Regions from separate parts of the Sus scrofa genome. Here region 2 is linked to region 1. The links are chromatin contacts, called in public HiChIP or PLAC-seq maps. All regions are on one chromosome and are shown on one strand. The core of a region is the stretch at or near the end of the contact, and the rest is flanking DNA. Distances in the headings are between cores, read along the strand shown.

The links. HiChIP or PLAC-seq counts read pairs in DNA pulled down with a chosen protein or histone mark.
Region 2: an H3K27ac HiChIP or PLAC-seq map of alveolar macrophages shows a contact between it and region 1. The contact joins the promoter of CREB3 here to the promoter of PIGO in region 1. A contact is called at or near these places in 1 of 5 promoter capture datasets (liver), 1 of 47 Hi-C or Micro-C datasets (skeletal muscle) and 2 of 2 datasets of contacts at active chromatin or transcription factors (alveolar macrophages and skeletal muscle).

What each region holds. Positions count from the first base shown.
Region 1 is chr1:235,884,364-235,890,202 of Sscrofa11.1, reverse strand. PIGO (GPI ethanolamine phosphate transferase 3) reads left to right here and starts at 1,865. Exons shown (of 10, transcript XM_021065447.1): 1 at 1,865-2,230; 2 at 2,988-3,528; 3 at 4,397-4,540; 4 at 4,713-4,836; 5 at 5,153-5,312; 6 at 5,524-5,703. The coding sequence starts at 3,018.
Region 2 is chr1:236,448,462-236,453,617 of Sscrofa11.1, reverse strand. It overlaps CREB3 (cAMP responsive element binding protein 3), which reads right to left and starts at 2,350. Exons shown (of 9, transcript NM_001123220.1): 1 at 2,222-2,350; 2 at 1,969-2,116; 3 at 1,825-1,892; 4 at 1,619-1,708. The coding sequence starts at 2,350. TLN1 (talin-1) reads left to right here and starts at 2,640. Exons shown (of 57, transcript XM_021065688.1): 1 at 2,640-3,063.

The sequences.
Region 1 (5,839 bases), core at 616-3,115:
AGATGCTGATGAGTTGTACTATAAAGGAAATTAAAGGAAGGGAGATGGGGAATTTGAGTAGAAGGGGCTGTAACATTAAGTAGAGGGTTGCAGGAAACCTCATTGATGTACATTTAAGCTTAGATATGGAAATTAGGGGAAGGCCATCTGGGTATCTGAGAATAAAGCTGACAGAGGAGATTGCAAATGCAAAGGTCCTGAGGCAGAGTACACTGCCTTGTAATTGGAAGTGCAAAGCAGCTGCAGTGGACAGCAAAGTTAAGGAAGCAAAGAAGTTGTAACTAGCTAAATCAGAGAGGGAAGTGGGGAATTTGTGTGTAGGAGCTGGCCATGTAGGGCAACTACAAGAACTTAGGCTTCACTCTGATTTGAGAAAATGTTGGAGAAGTTGTTTTGTTTTTAATTGAAGTTTTTCAGATACAATTCACATACAATGCAATGCACCTGCTTAAAGTGTAAATTCAATAATTTGTAGTATATTCACAGAATTGTGCAACTGTCACAATTTAGAACATTTTCATCACTGCTTCCCCATCCCCACCCTACCACAAAAACCCTGCACCCATTAGTAGTCAGTCCTCTCCCCCCAGCCTTAGACAACCACTACTTTACTTTGTAGATTTACTGTAAATGGAATAATATGTGCTATTTTGTTATTTATTGCCTTTTTTACTTAGCGTGTTTTTTTGTTTTTGTTTTTTTTTTCTATTTCTTTGGGCCGCTCCCGCGGCATATGGAGGTTCCCAGGCTAGAGGTCGAATCGGAGCTGTAGCCACTGGCCTATGCCAGAGCCACAGCGACGCGGGATCCGAGCTGTGTCTGCAACCTACACCATGGCTCACAGCAACGCCGGATCCTCAACCCACTGAGCAAGGGCAGGGACCGAACCCGCAACCTCATGGTTCCCAGTCGGATTCATTAACCACTGCGCCACGATGGGAACTCCCTTAGCGTGTTTTTTAAGTTTTATTCATGTAGTAGCATGTAGCAATACTCATCTTTTTTTTTTTTTTTGCCAAACACTATTCTATTGTATAGATATAGCATATTTTGTTCATCCATTCATCAATGAAGGGCATTTGTGTTGTTTCTACCTTTTGGCTATTATGATAATGCTACCATGAACCCTCGAGTGTGCAATTTTTTGTGTGAACACATGTTTTTCATTTCTCTTGGGTATAATACCTATGAGTGGAATTGCTGGGTCATATGGTAACTCTATGATTAACCTTCTGAAGAACTTGCTGGACTGTTTTCCAAAGTTGCATTTTACAATTCTAACAGCAGTGTATGAGGGTTCACATTTCTTCACACCTACGCCAATACTTGTTATTCACCTTTTTTATTACAGCCATCCTCGTGGGTCTGAGGTGGTATCTCCAGCATTCCCCTGATGGCTGATGATGTTGAGCATCTTCTTATGTGTTTATTGGTCATGCATCTATCTTTTGTGGAGAAATGTCCTTCATATCTTTGCTGATTTTAAAATTGGACTGTCTTTTTATTATTGCGTTGTAAGAATTAGTGAAAGACTTGGAGTTCCCGTAGTGGTGCAGTGGTTAAGGAATCCAACTTGGAACCATGAGGTTGCGGGTCCGAGCCCTGGCCTTGTTCAGTGGGTTAAGGATCTGGCGTTGCCGTGAGCTGTGGTGTAGGTTGCAGACGCGGCTCGGATCCCGCGTTGTTGTGGCTCTGGTGTAGGCCAGCAGCTACAGCTCCAATTAGACCCCTAGCCTGGGAACCTCCATATGCCTCGGGAGCGGCACTAGAAAAGGCAAAAAAAAAAAAAAAAAAAAAAAAAAAAGGCAAAAAAAAATTAGTGAAAGACTAGCAGAGAATGAATAAAAACGCATCAGTTGGAGTCAGCTTGGCAAAAAGGGGGTAATAAATACTGTCCTTATTTTATAGATGAGGTAATGCCCAGTAATGACAATGAGTGGCAGAGCTAGGACTTAAGCTAAGTTTGGTTCCAGAAGCACAGATCTTAGTCTTAACCAAGAATGGACAGTGGTTCCCAGAACTTTTTAGCTTAGTGCCTTGCCCCCAATGCTAAATTACCATAATCTCCCACCGATTCCTTCTCTGGCCAGCCCTGCGTTCCTTGCCGAACTTCCTCGGAGGCGCCAGCAGGTGGCGATGGGCATCCCTCGCGGGCTGCTCTATCCAGCGCACGCACCTCTGTGGTGCCAGGCCGCCGGCGCCGCCGCTGCACTTCCGGGCGCCGTTTAAGGTGAGCCAGGGTCTCCCCAAACCCCCTTAAGCTGCCTTTTCCCCTTAGTAAAGAACCCTCCCACCCCGCTCACAGAGGTCGCAGTCTGGCAGGTCTAGTACCCGGGTCTGGGTGCCTAGGCGGAGGCCGGGTGGCCATCGGAGGAGGTAGAGCCATCTGGACGATTGGTCCCGGCGAGGCCCAAACGCCTCAGAACCTCGCGCCTCTGCTCTGCTGCGCCGGAGAGCTCGCGCTTCTGGTCTCTTGGCGATCCTGGCAGTCCGGAAGCGGAGTAGGACTCCTTCCTTTCGTTCCCTCGAGCCCCGCCAGGCGGCGCCGTGAGCCTGGCCGGGATTCCCCCTGCGACTGCGAGCTTTGACCACCCCAGGGGTGTTGAAATTGGCGAGGAGAGAGGCGGAGAAACGGGCTGTCAGAAAGCAGTCTACCACTTGGAATAAGTTTCTCTCGTGGACTGTGTTTTCCATCATTAGGATCTCCTGGAGCACATGTGCAAATGCCTGTGCTGCATTGCCGAAGATCCTGATTCAGGGGATCTGGGGTGGCGCCTGGAAATCAGCATTTTAAAACAGCCGCTCCAGGTCGATGCCCATAGTCTGCGCACCTCACCTTCAGAAACTCTGGTATAACTGGTGGAGAGGAACATTGCACTGGGTTGGCTATGGGAGTGTTTATCTTGAGGAAGACTTCCAAGAGGAAGTGATCCTAGCTGGGCTTTGTATTGAGAGACTAGAAAATCCACTGGTTCTTTGCTTTACAGTTATGAATTCCCTCCCCCGCCACCACCAGGATGCAGAAGATCTCAGTACTGCTCTTCCTGGCCTGGGTCAGCTTCCTCTTCTATGCCGGCATTGCTCTCTTCACCAGTGGCTTCCTGCTCACCCGATTGGAACTCAACAACCACAGCAGCTGCCAAGAGCCCCCAGGCCCCGTGTTCCTACCATGGGGGAGCCAAGGGGAGCCTGGGGCCTGCTGGATGGCTTCCCGATTCCCCCGGCTTGTGTTGGTGGTGATAGATGCTCTGCGATTTGACTTTGCAAAGCCCCAGTTCTCACACGTTTCTGGGGAACCTCCTGTCTCGTTGCCCTTCCTGGGCAAACTGAGTTCCTTGCAGAGGATCCTGGAAAGTCAGCCTCACCATGCCAGGCTCTACCAATCAAAAGTTGACCCCCCAACCACCACCATGCAGCGTATCAAGGCCCTCACCACCGGCTCACTGCCAACCTTTGTTGATGCCGGCAGTAATTTTGCCAGCTATGCCATAGCAGAAGACAATCTCATTAAGCAGCTTACCAGCACAGGTTAGTCTGGGCCTCTTTGGAGGCCAGGAGTACCTTGGCGAATTTCTTCCTTAGAAGTAGCCAGAACTCTGGGTGCCCAGCTGCATGTTTAACTAGGAGTACAGAGAAGGAGAGTTACAACCCTGCATGCTGGGAGTGCAGGTCCGGGCTTTGTCCTTCTGGAGTTTCTAATCTGCTTGGGGTATTGGTTTTACTTTGGGAGAGCTCTCAGTAAAGGGGCAGGGGAAAGACCCAAGAGAAGATGTGGGTCTAAGAGTTCCCTTCGTGGCTCAGTGGTTAACGAATCTGACTAGAAACCATGAGGTTGCAGGTTCGATCCCTGGCCTTGCTCAGTGGGTTAAGGATCCGGCATTGCCATGAGCTGTGGTGTAGGTTACAGATGCGGCTCGGATCCTGTGTTGCTGTGGCTCTGGTGTAGCCGGTGGCTACAGCTCCAATTAAACCCCTAGCCTGGGAACCTCCATATGCTACAGGAGCGGCCCAAGAAATGGCAAAAAAAAAAAAAAAAAAAAAAAGATGTGGGTTTAGTGTTCTCACAAGTGAGGAGAGATCAGAGGGTCCAGGCTCTGTCCACTCACTGACTGGGAAAAAGGAAGGTGTACCAGGAAAAACAGAAAAACAGATAGCCAGGGATTGAGAACTAGCACAGCTTTTTGTAGGAATAAGGAATAAGTGGTCTGGGTGGTACATGGTTATCAGGGCAAGCTTCCTGGCAGAAAATTTTAGGCCTTGAAGGATAAAGAGTTGTTGGATGGACCTGCTGTGACTCAGTGCATGGTTTGGATTCTGATAGATCTGTAGAAGGTCCCTCCTGTTCCCCGTCCTCTGACTCCTGCTCCGGCTATGACTCACTCTTGTGTCTTTGTAGGAAGGCGTGTGGTCTTCATGGGAGATGAAACTTGGAATGATCTTTTTCCTGGAGCTTTCTCCCAAGCTTTCTTCTTCCCATCATTTGATGTCCGAGACCTGCACACAGTGGACAGTGGTATCCTGGAACGTCTCTACCCAACCAGTGAGCATGGGGCCAGAGACAGGCCTAAAACTAGGAGCTGGGGAGGGCTGCTTCAGTCCACAAATTCTGTGTGCAATGGCCTGGACTTGTTCCTGAACGTAGGAGCATCAGAACCTAGGTGGAGTTGAGGAGTGAGCCTTAGTCCCCTGTGCTCACGTTCTCTCTTCTACAGTGGACAGTGGTGAATGGGATGTGCTGATTATTCACTTCCTGGGTGTGGATCACTGTGGCCACAAGCATGGACCTCACCATCCTGAAATGGCCAAGAAACTTAGCCAAATGGACCAAGTGATCCAGTGAGTGTGGATGTTGGCTGGGGGTGGGGATGGGTTTGTGAATGAGAATGTCATGGTATGTGGTCCCAAGCAAGAGAAAAAAAAAATCTTATTTAGAGCCTCTTTCCTAGCTGAATTATGTCTTCTCTCGGCCTTTTTCTGAAGCTAGGGGCCCCGTTCATTTTGAGTAACCCCGTGTGTGGTTTGGGTCATGACCAAAGAGGTGTCATTTTGCCAGAGATATAGGTCCTTCTAATGGAAGTTCTGGCTGGGACTGAATGGGGCCCTCAGAAAAATCTTTATCCATCTCTACTCCTGACACATTTCTTGGCCCCAGGGGACTTGTGGAGCATCTGGAGAATGACACACTGCTGGTGGTGACTGGGGACCATGGGATGACCACGAATGGGAACCATGGAGGAGACAGTGAGCTGGAGAACTCGGCTGCACTTTTTTTGTATAGTCCCACAGCCCTCTTTCCCAGTGCCCCACCCGAGGTGAGGCCTGAGATGTGCTTTGTGTGGTTTCCTGCTGTTCAGCCCACATCATGATCAGAGTATCCTTGTGGATCCCTCCAATTTAAGCCCCCAGGTTCATGACCCTGGGCATCCCCCATTCTTATTTCCTACCTAGGCCCCTACACCTTCCATCCCAGACACTGACCTCAGCTCTTTGGTGAACCCGTTGACCCCTGTCTTTGGTCTTTAGGAGCCAGAGGTGATCCCTCAAATCAGCCTTGTGCCTACACTGGCCCTGCTGCTGGGCCTGCCCATCCCATTTGGGAACATCGGGGAGGTAATAGCTGAGGTGTTCTCAGAGGTCGAAGACTCTCAGCCTCACTTCTCTGCTCTGGCCCAAGCCTCAGCTCTCCATCTCAATGCCCAGCAGGTAGGTAATGGGCTAGGCTCCTAGGCAACAGAGTTAGGTTGGGCATGGGAGAAGCATAATGACCCACTCTCTTGTCCTTTGTTCAGTCTTAATCCCATATTCCATAGCCATGTCCTCCCTCTGGATGAAGTTTGGG
Region 2 (5,156 bases), core at 1,101-3,600, 560 kb before region 1:
TAGAGGCAACACAACTAGATAATGAGTATCTGCTGATATAGCTTGCAAGCCTATTCACTCTTTTTTTTTTTTTTTTTTTTGGGGTCTTTTTGCCTTTTCTAGGGCTGATTCCCATGGCATATGGACATTCCCAGGCTAGGGGTCGAATCGGAGCTGTAGCCACCGGCCCACACCAGAGCCACAGCAACTTGGGATCCAAGCCGCATCTGCCACCTATGCCACAGCTCATGGCAACGCTGGATCCTTAACCCACTGAGCAAGGGCAGGGATCGAACCTGCAACCTCATGGTTCCTAGTCAGAGTCATTAACCACTGCGCCACTACGGGAACTCCAGGCCTATTCACTCTTAGTAGTCATATCACACTACTGTACTTTTAAGAAATTAAAGTCTCTTTATCTTTCTATCAGTAAATATTGATTTCATCATAGTATCACAATACCGCACATGTGAAGCTGCCACTCATTGCTTGAAGCAAAACTCAGGATTTTACATTTATTTTTGTTATACTCCTTAGTCCAGCCTTGATGAATTCTAAAACTTAACCATTCAGCCATAGGTGGATTAGTGTAAAACTAGTGAAATCTAAGTGTCAGGACCCCCCTGTTCCCACAGTACTTTGCAAATCCCTATACCAATATTACACTAATGATTTTGAATTCTTACTTAAAGAGAACACCAAAGTTTGTACAAGCCCTACAAAAACCAGGATCTGCCCCGGCATCCAGCATATTAACTACAGCTTCCTACAAACAACAAACGTGCCAATCTCTCGCTGTCAGGAGACGTGTTTCTACAATCTTTTCTTAGCCTCTTTGCTTCTATTTTCTATGCTGAAAATTCCATTTTGTCCTGCTTTACTTAACCCCATATTCCAGCTTGAAAAACAGTCACCATGCTAGTAAATAATTTAAGCTTAAGAACAAAGACCAAAAGGCATAAGTATTCACGTGGTCAGCTGAATGAGGACATAATGCGTTGGTCTAGGCATGCAGTTTGCACAGCATGATACGTCCTGTTAAAATAAGAGGAAGAGGCGCCTCAAGGCCCCAGGGGGTTTATGAGCGGTCGTTAGCAGAATATGCATCAGCAAGGAGGTACAAACCTAGGCATGCCAGGTTGCAGCAGATAGGCATGCTGTCTGTGGAAGCACAATGATAATTCTCTAGGTGCTATGCACAGAGAGCTAATATCCAGCTTCTTCAATGCTAGTGATTGTTAATGCCTAAAGGTCAGAATAAAAGCTTAACCAGCTACCAGCTATGTGACTTTTAAAATAATAAAAGAACTATGTCCTGCACCTACAACCCCCTCCTCACTTGATGTAATCCTAAAGAGCACAATAAAAGCAGTGTGGTTTCTTGAGGCACTGCTCTTGGTCCCTGAGACCTTGAGTCCCCCAGTTCCCACCCGCAATTAAGATAAATGTCTCTGTGTCTTGTTTTATGCTAACTTTTTCTCAAGTTTTACAGCACCCGTTCCTCAGCCCTTACCTGCGAAGCTGGACTCAGCATCTCGCCTCAGTCCTTTCTCAAGTTACTGATATAAAATTAACAGAGTCAGCCTACTAGGGACTTAACCCCTGCATCCAGTCTTTGCTCCTCGAATGGGAGTCTTACCTTAGTGAGAGGAAGTGTCCCGGGCAGAGTAAGCCCCTCCTTCTCCAAAAGCCTCTTCTCCTCCTCCGTCAGTATCAGCTCACCAATCTCCTGGGGTTCCAAGAGGTGGGCAGCACAGGTGCAAGAGGGTGTCAGAGAGAAATTCGGACTCCTGCCCCAACCCGGTCAATGTGGGAATAATCGTCCTGTAAACCAAGTCAAGTTACCTGCTCTGCGGGCGCCTCCACACGCAGGGAAGTCATTTGGGCCCCTTCCTTCTCATAATCCTCATTATCTGCAAGAGGGAAAGTATAAACAGCCAGGTCCATAGTCCCCTCCCCTCCCCCAAACTTCACCTCTATCAGACTCACCTAGATCTATGGAGACATACTCCTGTGACAGGGAATAGGTGTGATCATGGTGGACAAGATAGGGGTCAGAGTGGCTAAAATCGGTCAACGATGCTGGGGGACTCGACAGGCAGCTCAGGAAATCCTCTACGTCCCAATCGCTCAATGCCTGCCCAGGGTTCAGATTAACAGACTTTGACTGATCACCACCCCCTGCCTCAGAGACACCCCTCCATCCCGCCCGGGGCCTCCCGGACTCAGAGCCCCCCCCCACCTCGGAAAGTGGTAGCTCCCAATCCAGGGGCGCCTCCAAGGCTTCGTCCCGCGCCGCCCCCAGACCTCCGCTTTCCTCTAACAGGAAGCCCAGCAAGTCATCGTCACCCGAGTCCAACCCCAGCTCCATATGAGACATCTACGGAAAGGATGAGCAGAAACACAGAAGTACACCCGGAGTCAACTCCCAACCCCACGCACGACTCCCACCGATCGTCAGTGGGCCACACCTATGGGCTCCGCAAGCGGGGTTTTCCTCCTGGATGCCGGAGGTGGCTCACAAACCCGACCCGCCTCCCAGCCTGAGTCTTAGCCACTTCCAACACCACACAAGTGACGCACCGAGCCCTGAGGCATCCCGGGACTTGGAGTTCCCCGGACGCGGAAGTGGCCTTGGTGCACGCCACGTCCCGGGCACTATGCAAATAGAGGGGACGTCCTTGCCAGCCCCTCACTCCCCGAGGGCGGGCATTCCGGCGAGCCGCCTCCGCCTCCGCCTCCGCCTTCGCCCCGGGCTAGGAAAAGGAAGGACTACCGCGCAACCGGGACCTCGGGCCCAGCTCGGGCGTCTTCTTGGGATTGCGCCGCACCCTCGCTTCCTGCCGGGGAGGGGCTGCGGGTCTTCGGCCGGCTCCTGAGCATCGAGATCTGGGGCCAGAGCAGCTTCCTGCGGTCCCCGCAACCATAGAGCGCGGGCCCAGGGCGCCGCCCGCGGGCGGGGGACGTTCCCGGACGGAAGTGGCCGAGAGTGTCGAAGGGAGGGCGAGGCCGGAGCCCGAGAGCCACCGGGAGAACGAGCGGGTTAGCGGGCCGGCGGGCGGGGCGCAGAGCCGGGCAGCGCAGGTAGGCCGGTCTGCCGCGAGCGGGGCCTCAGGGTGGGGCCGCAAGGCCGGGCCCGGGAGGCGGGCGGGGCCCCTGACTTGACTGCGTCTCCTGTTTCGGGTCCTGTTGGAGAGGTCAGCGTCCAGTGTCTCTCGGCTTGGGCTGGGAGTTCAAGAGGCCTTTTTGCGGGAGGCTTTTCTGCTCCCTTGCTGGGAGCAGCCCCCTGTCTGGGATAGGTTTGGGGGAGGGTGAAGAGTGGGTGGCAGTGCGACGCAGGGCGGGGATCGGCTTTGAGGTTGGCTGATGGCGGGTATGTGGGTAGGAGCGCCCTGGGTGGGTTGGGGATTAGGTGGTATTGGGTTTAGGAGCCAAGGTTAGCTTTAGGGGTTTAAATTTCGAGTTATGAGCGTGAGTCAGGTCCGTTTTGGGTAGGTAAAGTTTGGATTAAGGACATTATTTTGTGTTCTAGGATGGTCAGCCTAAGCCAGAGTTAGAGTCCAGGGTCGGGTTAAGGGTCAGCAGCAGGAACGGCGCTCGAGATCCAGTTTTAGGCATTAGAGACCGTTGGCATAGCCAGTGTTAGGGGTAAAACGGGGAAGGAGTGACTCAGGAATCAAGTGACACATGATCTTTAGGTTCAGGGGTCAAGCTCTAGGGGTAAGGTTGGGATTTGGTGCTAAAGGTAAAATTTAGATCAAAATTAGGGATCAGGGATTGGATTCAAGTGTCTGCTGGGAAAGAGCTGAATGTTAAAGCCAGTATTGGGCATCAGGAGACAAATTGGGATCGGGGTTAATGTTGGGAACTAAGGACAGTTTTAGGGGTTATAGGCTGAGGTCAGGGTAGGTGACCTCAGGCAGGTAAAATTTAAGAGATTGGCAGGTGCTCTTTTTTTTTTTTTTTTTTTTTTTTGCAGGGAGGGCTCTTGTTTCTCTGTCGCCGTGGGGGCTTCTTTGGCGCAGAGAAATGATAAACTGATTACAGGGTAGGGTTCTGAGCTTCAGCTAGAATTGCAGGCATCTGGGATTCCAGCTGCATTGTACTCTCTAAGCCCAAGGCTCTTGCTGTGGCCACCACAGGTGAGGGGCAGGGGTTCCTGGACCATGTTATTTACAAGGTAGGAGGTGGGAAGGTGTTAGGGACCCAGGAGATGTGCTAGGCTTCATAGTAAATGGGGGACTATCTAGGGGAGAGGGGCCTGGTGGGTCAGTTAAGGGAAAGGCCGGCCAAGGAAGCTTGCCATGGGAGAAGGGGATGGCTTAATCCTCTAGAGTTCAGTCCTACTGCCTCCCCGTTCCCTCACTCCCTAGATGCTAAGCCTTCCTCTGCAACTCTCCTCCCTGGCCCTGCAGTTCACGCCCAACCCGTCATGCATACCCACTTTCAGAATACTCCGCTTGCCTTTAACACTCCCGTGGTGTTCATCTTATCATCTGTCTCAGCCTGCCTTCGGCCTCCCTTCCCATCTCTTAATCCACACATCCTGCCTGCATTTGATCTCGCCCACATCTGAGCTTGCCGGTCATGTTAAAGCTCTCTCCTGCCATTTTCACCCGCTCCTTCACCTGCACCGGGTCATCTGCCGAACGCCCCGCCCCCAGCCCAACGCAACTGTCAAGTCCTCATGGTCCCTGCTATGGGCCATTCCCTGATTCCAAGCCTCCTTAATTTCTTGGTCTGCTTATAGATCCCCTTCCCCCACTCCCCACACAGAAAAGAGGAAACGGGACCCAAAGAGGAAATTGGGTCTTGCTGATCCCACGCCCAGCCAAGCCACTGACCACACCCCCTTTCACTCCCAGCCTTACCCTGTCACTGACCACGGTACCACCCCCTCCCCAGCCTGACCCAGCCACTGGCTGCCCCTCATCACTCTCGAGCCCCATCTTTATTTATACACTGCGAGTGTCCCTTCACTCTCCCCCCATCCCAGCCTAATGTAGCCACTGACCACAGCCCCATCTCTTCCCAGCCTCCTGCAGCCTGACCTGGCCTCTGACCTCACCCCGTCATTCCCCCTCTTAGCCACCATCCACATAATTCCTCTTCTCCTTCCCCCAGCCTGATCCAGTGACTAATTATATCTGTGTTTTTCCTACTGTTAACCTTCCCCA